Linked DNA regions of Mus musculus: region 1 is linked to region 2. Evidence: chromatin contacts called from public HiChIP or PLAC-seq data. All regions are on one chromosome and are shown on one strand. The core of a region is the stretch at or near the end of the contact, and the rest is flanking DNA. Distances in the headings are between cores, read along the strand shown. Region 1 has its middle 36 kb from the start of Gm41912. Region 2 overlaps Sh3bp4 (SH3-domain binding protein 4).

What was found. HiChIP or PLAC-seq counts read pairs in DNA pulled down with a chosen protein or histone mark.
Region 1: a contact with region 2 is called in an H3K27ac HiChIP or PLAC-seq map of embryonic stem cells, with 2.8 times the contacts expected there. The contact joins two enhancer-like sites. A contact is called at or near these places in 5 of 115 datasets of contacts at active chromatin or transcription factors (embryonic stem cells, epiblast stem cells, pancreatic cancer cells and 1 more).

The regions. Positions count from the first base shown.
Region 1 is chr1:88,603,309-88,609,555 of GRCm38.p6, forward strand. No RefSeq gene overlaps it. Among named protein-coding and RNA genes, the nearest start is that of Gm41912, 36 kb to the left of the region's middle. Within about 2 kb of position 2,538, at least 31 of the 459 cell types and tissues checked have an H3K27ac peak or open chromatin away from gene starts, as enhancers often do. A contact at or near this core is called in embryonic stem cells, where this site is marked.
Region 2 is chr1:89,107,250-89,113,295 of GRCm38.p6, forward strand. Sh3bp4 (SH3-domain binding protein 4) reads left to right here. Exons shown (of 6, transcript NM_133816.3): 2 at 9-87. Among named protein-coding and RNA genes, the nearest start is that of Gm34331, 6.7 kb to the left of the region's middle. Within about 2 kb of position 2,687, at least 143 of the 459 cell types and tissues checked have an H3K27ac peak or open chromatin away from gene starts, as enhancers often do. A contact at or near this core is called in embryonic stem cells, where this site is marked.

The sequences.
Region 1 (6,247 bases), core at 1,288-3,787, 500 kb before region 2:
TGTTGGGAATTGAACCCGGGTCCTCTGGAAGAACAACCAGTACTCTTAACCGCTGAACCACCTCTCCAGCTCAAGTTTTTTCTTTTCTTCTTCTTTTTTTTTTTAAAGATTTATTTATTTATTATATGTAAGTACACTGTAGCTGTCTTCTGACACACCAGAAGAGGGAGTCAGATCTTGTTAGGGATGGTTGTGAGCCACCATGTGGTTGCTGGGATTTGAACTAAGGACCTTTGGAAGAGCAGTCGGGTGCTCTTACCTGCTGAGCCATCTCACCAGCCCCTCTTCTTCTTTTTTTAACTTAAGTTCTTATGCTTGTGTGGCAAGCATCTTTTTTAAAAATTATTTAATTATTTTATGTACATGAGTACATTGTACAGACACACCAGAAGGGGGCATCAGATCCCATTACAGATGGTTGTGAGCCACCATGTGATTGCTCAGGACCTCTGGAAGAGCAGACAGTGCTCTTAACTGCTGAGCCATCTCTCCAGCCCCCAATTTTTTATTTTCAAGTGTGTGTGTATGTGTGTGTGTGTGTGTGTGTGTGTGTGTGTGTGTGTGTAGGTACCCTTCGAAGCCAAAGGCATTAGGTTCCCTAGAGCTGGAGTTACTGATGGTTGTGACCCTCCTGATATGGTGCTAGATACTGAACTATGCTCTTCTGCCAGAGCCTTCTCTCCAGTCCTTTTCCACACTGTTTTCTGAAGCAGGGTCTTCAACTTTTACTTAAACTTTGCCCATTTTGCTAGGTTGGCTGGCTAGTGAGTCTTGGGGACCCACCTGTCTCTGCTTCCCCAGCCCTAGGTCACAAGCAAGCATGCTACCACACTAGTCTGTCACTCTTTGGTTTTATTCCTGTGGATTCTGGTGTTGACTAGGGTCTTCACACTTGCATATCACATTCTTCACTGACTGAGCTGAGCCATCTCCCTGGCCCAGTGTGGGAGACCATTTTCTCTGCACTGTTTCCTGGTATCTGTGAGATGTATTTGCCATCCTATCTTGAACCACAAGCCTCTTCTTGTTCCATTACTCGAACTGAGCATGAGATGTGTCTGTCTGCCAGAGGTGGAGTGCCCTCATCCACCTGCAATACTCCCAAACAACCTGAGGGATGCAGAGAAAGTGAGATGGATGGCAGACTAACCTGTGTCAACCCCCAATAGTCCAGTTGTGGGGGTGTGGGGGTTTGACTCACAAAGCATGATTATGAGCCATGTTTGGAAAACAACAATTTTATAATGTCCCCCTCTTGGTTTATGCTTAATTTGTTTAACCTTCTGCAGACTATGGCAATGGAGGAAAATACCAGATAAAACTATACCTCCATTCATTTCAGAATAAAACATTCATATACATGTGCTCTTGTGTTCTCTTGCTTTAGGTCCAACCACTTCTACCACAGTGGTTCTCAACCTTCCCAATGCTGTGGCCCCTTAATGCAGCTCCTCATGTTGTGGTGACCCTCAGCCAAAAAATTATTTTCATCGCTACTTCATTACTATAACTTTGCAGCTGTTATAAAGAGTACTGTAAATATTTTTGGAGATAGAGAGTTTTGCCAAAGGGGTCATGACCCACAGGGTGAGAACCGCTGTTCTAGAAGGTTCAAGGTCCCATATGGAAAATGCTTTCTCAGCAGGGAAAGAGCAGGCTGCATAGACACAGAGGATGGGAGTGGAGTTAGAGTTTTCTGTGCACACGGACCCCAGAAAGATTTCAAGTTCATGAATGTAATCCCTAACCAGGTTGTGACCCTTTCCAACTCGAAGAGGTACTCAGGATTCCTCTTTGCAATCAAAAGAAAATTACAAAAAGAACAAAGAAAAATGCCTTCTACCATTTGTCTTAGTCAGGGTTTCTATTCCTGCACAAAATGTCATGACCAAGAAGCAAATTGGGGAGGAAAAGTTTTATTCAGCTTACACTTCCCACATTGCTGTTGATCACCAAAGGATGTCAGGACTGGAACTCAAGCAGGTCAGGAAGCAGGAGCTGATGCAGAGGCCATGGAGGGATGTTACTTACTGGCTTGCTTCCCCTGGCTTGCTCAGCCTGCATTCTTATAGAGCCCAAGACTACCAGGCCAGAGATGGTCCCACCCACCAGGGGCCCTTCCCCCTTGATCACTAATTGAGAAAATGCCTTACAGTTGGATCTCATGGAGGCATTTCCCCAACTGAAGCTCCTTTCTCTATGATAACTCCAGCCTGTGTCAAGTTGACACAAAACTATCAAGTACAACCATCCACCCATCCCTACCAACTCTGTTATATTGCTGCAATTGTCTTTGCTGGTTACATTTGATTAGCACAAAACCTTAGGCACTCAGTCACCATGACATCACACTCCCATGAAGAAGTGTTCCACTTCCCAGAGTGGCCCACTGGCATGGGATTACGGGCTCTCCCCGCTGAGTTACCAGGGAGCTACTACGGATCTTTGTAACCTCCCCTCCCCAGCCTGAAACCTGTTTGCTCAGGTTTCAGAGTTAGTGAGCACTGGGGCGGAGCTTGCTGTCCTATGGTTCTGCCACCCCACTGCAGAGCCTCCGGCCTTGCTGTTCTGGAGCCATTCACGTGTTCACCTGCAACCTGACTCCAAGATGATTTGGCGGGAATCGGGGCCCCTCCCCTCCTTCATAACTGAGTGTCGAAATAGTAAAATTGAGCTTTGATCAGAATGACTGTCTTAGCTGCATCTTTCTCTCGCGCCGCCTAGCCCCCCTCCCCCCTTCTCTTCCATGTTTCCAAGATGCCTTTCCAGACTAGAACCCAGACATGTGAGCTGCTGGCCGGACACAACAGATCTTCCTCCACCACCATTTCTTCCTGCTTTCCCTTGAGAGAACGAAGCTTCCTGCCTCACCTACCTGCTAATGGCTGGAGAGCTTTTTCAGATCTCAGGACCTGCCTCAGCAGCTCCTGCTTTTAGATTGTTATGTACAGACTCAAGACAGCTGTCTGTTGATGAGATGGAATTTGGATAAGGCTAGGGGAGGGAGGGAGGAAGGGAGAGCAGTGTGTCCTAGGTTTGCACAGGGCACAGTGTGTGAGACAGTTGATGACTCCCTGGGCCTGTCCTCAGATGAAGCCACAAGCATCACATCTGGGGCAGCATGGATATAAGAAGTTTCCACAGGACAGCTTAGTCACTTGGACACTGTCCCTTTCCCTCATCCCCAAAGGACTTCCCTCTCTTGGGCGAAACACTCTCAGGAGCAGCAATCCAGGAGCACTTAGCTTCTGTTTTGTTTGTGGTTTTGAGACAGGATCTCACAACAGGCTGGAACTCGTGGTCCCACTGCCTCAACTTTCCAGTGCTGGAATTAGAGGTTTGCATTGCCATACCCAGTTTAGCCTCCACCCCCTCTTAAATGAAAGGGTTCAATACCAACATGAGGGACAGGAAGGAAGATATTCTTCTACATTCTTCATGGATGCCCTAGGCCAGATGGACTGTAGCCTCCAGCATCTGTCCTTCTGTCTTTTCTGCCTTCATACCTATGCCCAGGGCTTTCCTTATCAACCTGTGATAACTTTATGCCTTATGTGAAGGAAATCCCAGGAGCTTGTCACAATACCCTGACTTCAGACAGAGACTGTGCAGGTATGTTAGTGAGGAAATTGCTCTTTCTTCAGAGTTGCATGGAAGGATCTATCTGCTGAGCAAGGGAATGTGATGGACCCCAGAAGCAGTTCCTCTACCACATGCTCAGTCATAATTACAGCCTAACAAGCCAGGTGAAGCCAGGGGGTCACATGCCCACGACATGCCGGACAGAAGGAAATCATGGGGACAGCCCAAACTGGTCAAGGCCACCCACCTATTCCCAGTTATACAGACTAGCAACTCAGTCACTCAGGAAATTCTGAACTGGAACTGGCTAACTCAGAAAAGAGGTGTGTGTGTGTGTGTGTGTGTGTGTGTGTGTGTGTGTGTGTGGTGTGTGAAATAACAACAAAAGAAGGCCCTGAATGCCCACCTCCGTGATGAACAGTGGAGTAGAGTATTGACACTCTCATGAGGTTCCCCGGAATACAGAACTATCCAATAAAGTTGTTTTTCATTTGGCCAGATATAATATCTCATAGCTGTAAGTCCAGCCTTGAAGGGATTGAGGCAGGACTGCTGTGAGTTCAAGACCAGCTTGGGACACATTGTAGGGCCCAACTTTGAGACAGAACATTCCTTTACTGTGGTTTATAAATACACGTGTTCTTATTTTAGCTTTCCGCTATTGTCAAGACTCCAGGAACAACCAACTTATAAGGAGAAAGGGTCAGTTAGGCTCAACATTTCTGGAGACTTCAATGGTTGACCAGTATATGTTTGGGGGCCTGTAGTATGTCAAAACCACATTGTTGAGAGTATGTGGCTAACTCCATGTGTCCTGAAAGCAAAAGAGAAAGAAAGGAAGGGACCAGGGACCTGCTGTCTCTTTTGAGGTCATAACCCCAATGGTCTAAAAAGAAAAAACCTCTCATTCTGCCATCTCCTAAACACAGACTGGGACCAAGCCTTCATTTAACACATGGGGCTTGGAGAACATTTATCCAAACCATACCAATTCCTCAACCAACATGTGAGCTTAAGAAAACTATGCAATAGGCACAGACCAAGTTATTGTTGTTGTTTTTCCTTTTAAAAAAAAAAGTCCTGTCACATGTCATTCCCAGCAGAATAAGCAGAGCCCTCTTGGGGGTGGGATGGGGGTGTTGGTGCAGGTGTTGGTTGTCCCCAACATTGTCCCTCATCTCAAAGCCATGCAGGGCCATGCTATTTCTACCTGCTCTTTCTACCCAGTGGCTGCAAAATGAGTTCCCTTCACTCTCCCCGGACCCAACTAACATAGTTGGATGGTTCACAGGCCTCAGAGATTCCCTTGCTTCTGAATTCAGAGACTCCTGGGGTGCACAGAGCCAGTTCGAAGGCTCTCAGAACCCCCTGTCCTCGAGCCCTTTCCTGGAGACTTCAATGCACAGCCATTGTCTCTACTGAGCTGGGTGCGGATCCCAGCAAAGCCAGTTGGTTCAGATTCTTCTCAGTCTCTGGGTGGCATTCTTCCACCGGGGTGTGGGGCAGGACCCTCTGGAATGAGGAGGTTCTGTTGACATAATTTATGCTGAGAGAAATTCCTTAAGCTCAGCTCCAAGATGTGTGGGGGTGGGGAGTACGTAAGGAGGTAGTGATAGCAGCCAGATGGGAGGTGTAGAGAGGTCGGGAATGGAGAGTTTCTATGACCTACTGTAGTAATGAATATTTAAAAAAATCCCGGAGTGGGGGTTTCTTCCTGCCTTAGACCACTTATGTTTTCGGATGAAAGACATACGCATAGCCTTTACCTTTTAAAATATGTCTTAAGCAGCACAATAGCTGGGCACCTACCTGCCCTCCATGTTGTTAGAATCTACTTTCTATCCGTAACCCCATTATCTCTTGCTATGTTTCATCTGGGCTGCTCTTCGCTCTAATTGGGCAGCCCTGTGGGCCATGTTCTCTTGTCCCTCGGCCCATGGCTGCTCTCCTTTCTCCTCTCCCCTACATTCTTCTTCTATCCCATAGTGGCGTCTTTTTCTTCTCACGGTTCTCCCTCGGACCCAAGCCTGAAAATTCAACCCTGCCTATCTCTCTTCTGCCCAGCTACTGGCTGCCAGTGTCTTTATCCACCAATCAAAATTAACTTGAGGCAGTATCACAGAGGCTAAGTGCAAACTCCAGCGTTTGCCCCACCCCCACCCCTGAGCTTAGCATTACAATACACAGTAAAAGACAAAACCTTAACAACCTACCTAGGGAAAGAGATGTTCTAGTCGTACTACCTGCCCCGAAAAGTCCAAATGCTTATTTTACATCACAGTCTGTTTCCTGTTAGAATAGCATAGACTGCGGAATTTATAAAGAAGACCCGTTTATTTTTTCCCATTTTTTATTAGTATTTTCTTCATTTACATTTCAAATGCTATCCCAAAAGTCCCCCCATACCCTGCCCACCCACTCCCACTTCTTGGCCCTGGCATTCCACTGTACTGGGGCATATAAATTTTGCAAGACCAAGGGGCCTCTCTTCCCAGTGATGGCTGTCTAGGCCATCTTCTGCTACGTATGCAGCTAGAGACAAGAGCTCTGGGAGTAATGGTTAGTTCATAATGTTGTTCCACCTATAGGGTTGCAGACCCCTTTAGCTCCTTGGGTACTTTCTCTAGCTCCTCCATTGAAATACCCAAGATACAATTTGCAAAAC
Region 2 (6,046 bases), core at 1,437-3,936:
TCTCCTAGGGCATCCCTCTTCTCGAGGATGGAAGGTGGAGTCTTGGAGTTTTTCCTCTGACATCAAGAGGCCAACATCCCCCAGCAGGTAAGCAGGCCCTTAATAAGGTTGATCCCTTTAACCTCTACCCAGTAGGGCAGCATTTGGTGCCTGAGATGCACAGGCCAGTGAATGCATATCAGGGTTAGAGAGGAGGAAGGCTTCCAGCACACAGAGATTCACAGAAGCAAGGGGAAATAACTTTCAGAAGTTTCCGGTGATGTGTCCTTTCACAGGTATCACCAGCACCTCCCTTATTACCCACCCCCCCTTCATCTTCTCCAGTTCAGTGAGCCCTGCCGGCAAAGGTCAGTTGCCTGAGGCTGGCACCTGTGTGTTTCCGGGATGGCCACGTTCCTGTTTATTTTCTGAGAATTCCCATTCATGTCCTATGGACAAACCAGCCCAGCAGCTTGCTGTCTCTGGTGACAGCATGGGGCAGGGCCAGTGGCCTGTCCTGCCTTTGCACAAAGGAGCTGTTATTTTAACATGAGTTTCTCAAGTCCAGTGATGAGCAGTTGGTTCCATTGGCCCTGAGGTTCGAGATCACACACACGCACACACCCTTTCCAGGAGTGTCGGGAGGAAGGGCTGAAGAGGATTAGTGGGTACATGGTGTTGTGTTCTTGGATTTGTTTCTGATCTTTCCCATCTGACTGCTGGTAGGACTGTCACTGTCCCCAGTAAAGTCAGTGGAGGAGGAATTTACACATGACATGGCGGCACCTTGTGTCTTTCTGGCTACTACCTCTGAGTGCAGAGTGCCTGCTCTGGAGGCTGCAAAAGCAATTTGAGGACCAGCTGCTGGGTCATGTCATCTTCCATTCTGGAACATATATGCACTTTCATAAAGCCCACTGCTGGCTACAAGAGTTGTTCAGGCATTTTCTTTAAATCCACGGTGCCCTCTGTGAAGCCAAGAAAGCTCCTTGGTATTTGTTTCTACGTCTCTGCTGATCTTTTTTGTCTTGTCTGTGTTCGAGTCCACATGTGCACTAGGGTAGGGAGAGTGCCTGGGTGTCCTGGGATACCACAAAGTATGCAGGAGCTGTCAGCCCTGGCTGGGGTCAGTGTTCAGGCTCCTGAGGTCTGGGGGTTTAATGCCCAGGAAGTGGCCAGCAGCAGGCCTTTTCCTTATAAGTGCAGTTCCTTGCCCTGTGGATGGTGATGTGTTTGGGTTGTGGAAACAAGCTGAGAGCCATCCACATTCCACACATTCTTTTGGCCTGGCATTGGGGGCTTGGGGGGGGAAGGGCTCTGAATTTACTATGGGTGGCTGTGGCTTGATTCTCTCTGGGTGAACACAGTGGTTTCCAGAGGGTTGTGCAACAGGAAATGGGGCAGGGGGCTGCTTCTGCTCTCCCTCTTCAGCCTTACTGCTCTTGGTTATTCGGGTCGAGGCTGGTTGAGCAGGCCCTATTCTGATCTGTGTTGGAGGAGACTAAAGGGTGCGACTGCTCTTTGGCCCCAGCACTTTCCTGGGTGGTATTTGTGTGGTTTGCTTTTTCTGGCGCTCTGCCAGATGCACAGGGCCAGCGAGATGTTAGGGAAGAGGAAATAGGAGGTGCCCTGGGGTGACTCTGTCATCTCAGGCGAGCCAGTGGGCCTTGGTGTCTCCTACCTGAGAACCCAGTGTGCTGAGGTAGGCAAAGGGTGCTTACCCCGAGATGATATATCTTTGGGTGCAGTTCAGGGACTCCCCGTCAGTCATCACAGCACTCAGAAAGCCCAACACTTGGTGGCTGTGATACATAGTGGTCAGTTCCTGTGATTTTTGTCCCAGGAAAACAACTGTCCCATGTTCTCAGTGTTTATATTCATAGCCTGATTGGCTCAGAGGTCATTGTGATAGAGAGCTGCCCAGCGTTTCGATGCCCAAAGTGCTGCGCTGCCATTTCTGTTGTTTACTTAGAACACCTGCTATATAAGGTGCAAAAGCTTAGCCTGCTCCTGACCCCAGTTGGTTCCAGTTGAAAATCTTTTGCCCTATGACCATGCATATTGCTGCTCAAAGTGATGGGGGCAGTGTTCAAGTCATCTTTGAGGCCAGTGTGACCAGCCCGTGTACCTGTGATAGATAGATAGGGGTCTTGCTTGATAGGTTCGTTAAAAGGCGGGAAAAGTCTTAAGCACCACAGGTAACATTGTAGAAATTGTAGAAACACTGCAAACAGGAGCAGGGAGAGTCAGCAGTTGAAGGAAGGGTTTTATGAGGTTAGAAACACAGGCATGCAGCAGGCACACAGAGAAAAGGCCCTCTGTCTGTAAAGCCGCATGTCTTTATGCCTGCAAAGGGATATCAGTCTCTTTAGGGCTGTGTGTGTGTGTGTGTGTGTGTGTGTGTGTGTGTGTGTGTGTGTGTGTGTCTGTCTGTCTGTCTGTCTGTCTGAAGTTTTCTCTCCCCTAATTTAGGGTTAGTTAGTTTGAAGACAGGTATGATGAATGTTGGTGGGCCCACAACTGTTATGTGACCTGTCCTGACCTAGCCTTGAATTTGCTGAGGTGGACCTTCAGCAGGGAAGGGAGACCAAAGCCTCCAGGACTTTTATTTTAGGCTACCAGGCTTTTGTCTCAAGTCTGGAGTGGGGAGGTGAGGAACCCTCCTCTTGAAATTCGACACCTTTATTACCTAGCCATGCGCTCCCCCTCCCTCTAGTCTGTCTACCAGGGAGTCTGTCTAACTCGTGCTCTCTAACCTGAGACAGTTCAGAGCTCAGCCCAGCAGGTAAGAACAAGCAGGGAGCCTGAGGTCATGGAGAGCCTGAGCTCTCTGTCTGTCCGGTGTGTCCTGTCCTCTCCCACTACGTCATCCCCCTCTACGGTCCACACCAGCTCCACACCAGCGTGTGGCTCAGAGTCCCCTGCAGCTTTGATGATCACCTGCTCCTTTTGAATTTTCTTAGGCCCCAGGGCTCTCTGTGTTCCCTGCCCATTTTACAGATGAGAAAATAGGCCTCTGAGAGGGCCTCATTCCGGCTTAGCTCAGGGGGTTAGTGTGAAATAGAAAAGCCCAGGCCTAGAATTCCACCGGGTTTGTGTGCCCTCCAGGGTACCTTAACTCACTTCTTAGTCTGTACCTGGGAGGCCACAGGAGTCATTGGGCATGTGCCACATCCCTGATCCCATCACGGACCTGTTTGGAGAACCACAAGGAGCCACAGAGTAGAAATTAACAGGTGAAGTTAATATTGGGATGGTAAATGTCTTTAAATGTCAAATATACAATTAAGAAATTAAATGGTCTAAAAGGAGGGTTCTATCAATGTATGGTGGCTTGCCTATCGACTTTTTCTTTAGAAAACCAGTTTATGCATCGTGGAGAGTCACTAACAAATTTTGAGCTTGTGTTATGTACCTTGTATCTTGAATGCCCCTTAGAGCCCCATGTGTTGAAGGCTTGACTATCAGCCTGGGGTACCACTGAGGGGTGATAGGACCCTTAGGAGGTGTGGCATTATGGGACAAAGTCATGGGCTCACTCTTGAGCTGTGGGTTAGGATCAGGACATAGAGCAGGAGATAGTGGCTCCCAGACAGAGTCAAAGTAATTAATGCCCATAGCCCGGCCAGCATGAAACCCTCAGCCGGCTCAGACCATCTCCATCTGACATTCAAGTGCCAAGTCTCTCCCTTGGGTGCCTGTGGGCCTCTCTGGGGGTCAGGTGTGACCTCACAGTTTCTGGCAGGTGATCAAGGAGGCCTGAGGCCAGCAGTGGCTACGGGAGGTTGTTCTTGGTGTCTTCCAAAACCTCTGCCTTGAGACAGCCACAAAATCTGTGCATCTTCAGTCAGTAAAGGACTTCAGCTGAAGGTGGGCAAGATCAGTGGGGGTGGAGTGGGGGACTGGGGTGGGGGGAGACAGGAAAGGAACCTAAGCCTACTTACTGTTTATAAGAGGCCGCCCATGTGACAGCCTTTTCAAGCAGGTGTGCCCTGGGGACAGGGAAGACATTCTAATCATACTTGAGGCTGGGGGGGGGGGCAGCTGTTGGGCTGTAGAGGAAGAAAAATTCCAGTGTTGTTTATATTAAGGGCCTTAGAATGTCTTGATGAAATATACTTGGACATGGGAGACCCTTCCAGTCCATTGAGAGACACTTCATTCCCAGGCCCTGTGCCCAGAGTTCCCTGTCTGCTCAGTGTTTAGAGCAGATGGAGCAGACTGGCTCTTAGGAGCAGCACATGAATGGGATGGGGTGCACAGCTCACCTGGGAGCCACGGGGTGGGCGATGAGACCCAGGACCCCTTCAGACTATCCAGTGTGAACCTCCGTGCCGCATTGACTATGACCTACATCCTCCAGCGTACTCCACTGCAGCCCTGTGTGACTCCCAGTACCCCACACAGGGCAAATGCTTGCCCGTTTTGTTTTGGTTTTTTTTTTTTTAAGATTTGTTTCACTTTTACGTATGTTTGGATATGTACAAGCCTGAGTACAGAAAGGTGCCCTTGGATTACAGAAGAGGGTGTTGGGTCCCCCATGGAGCTGAAGCTACAAGAGATTATGAGCTGCCTAGCCTGTGTGTTGGGAACTAAGCTTGGGTCTAATGGGTTCCTATGCGCTGTCTAGCCCCTGACATAATTTTCATTGACATTCTCATTCTCTGAGAACGCCATGTGTGTCTGCAGTGTATGGATTCCTGGATGAAGGAGCTCTAGTAAGGAGACTGGATTGTATTTATTTGTTTAGATAAGGCCTCAGATAGTCCAGGTTAGCTCTGATTGGCTATGTAGCCAAGGATGACTTTGGGCTCCTGATTCTCATCACTTCCTCTCCAGAGTGCTGGGTTTACAGGCATGGTCACCATGACTGTTATGCAGAACTAGAGACTGATGATTGAAACCAAAGCTTTGTGCATGCTGGGCAAATACTCTCCCACCAGAGCTACATATTTAGCCCTGTATTTCATTCTTGAATTATTACAATTATCTATGCAAAGAATGTATAGCTACTCTTCTCAAAGTTAGGTATGATGGCCCATACCCGGTAATCTCAGCCCTTGGTAGACAGAGGCAGGAGGATCTCTGCAAGTTCAGGCCAGGTAGGGTACCTATATGCACACATAGTAATACTCTCTCAAAAACAAAACAAACAATTGTCCTCGTAAGTGCAGGCAATTTTTCTTTGATTCAAGCTACAATGGAATTTGCATAAATTAGTGTGGATTTGCATAGATTAGTTTAATATTTGCATAGACTAGTTTCCTTGGACATTCCTTTCCCCATCAGTAAACAGGAATCCAGAGTCTTGTGGACTACAAGGGAATCAAATGTGTGCTCAGACTTGATGGCCAAGGAAAGGTCCAGGCAGTTGGAAGGATCCAGAGTTGTATCACAGCAGGGCCTGGGAGCCAGACCTTGGGAACTGAGGCTGCCCTTCAGGATTTGCAGAATCACATGGTTGCCCTTGTCTGTGCATCCTGCCCTGTCACCAGGTCTCTGCTTCTCACTCTAGGAGCACCTGACCCAGGGATGGCTGCCAGCCCTTGAATAGCAAGCAGTTCTTTGTGGGACATGGCCCTGGCCACTTGGGATTTCTTAGCTCACCGAGGAAGATGCTAGGACTTATGGGTAAGGGACAGACTTGGACCTTGTGCTCCTGCAGTGTGGTCTGTTGTTTTGGTGTATGGCAGACAGCTGTGAGGCTCATTTTCCCCTGGGCAGAGACAGATCCTGGAGCCTGCTGTGTGGTGTGCTGAAAAGGCCGTAGGACCACACTGCACTGGCCCATGGAAGAAGCTGGGTGAAGGTCGGTGGCTTGTCCGAAGCCTCATTAATGGGCCACCTATCTTGTCCCTGTCCAGTGCCCTGCCAGGGTCTCCAGCAGCCCTGGACTGTGCCCTCAGTGAACACATCTTGGGTCCTTTCCTTCCCCCGTGACATGGCCCATACTTGGTCCACACAAAGAGAACATTCAGTGTGTACTAGGCTCAGGAATCCCTAGTGTGGTTCACAGAGGGTTCAGAACACCTGTTGTTCCTGCAAACCTTCACTCACAGTACTTTGG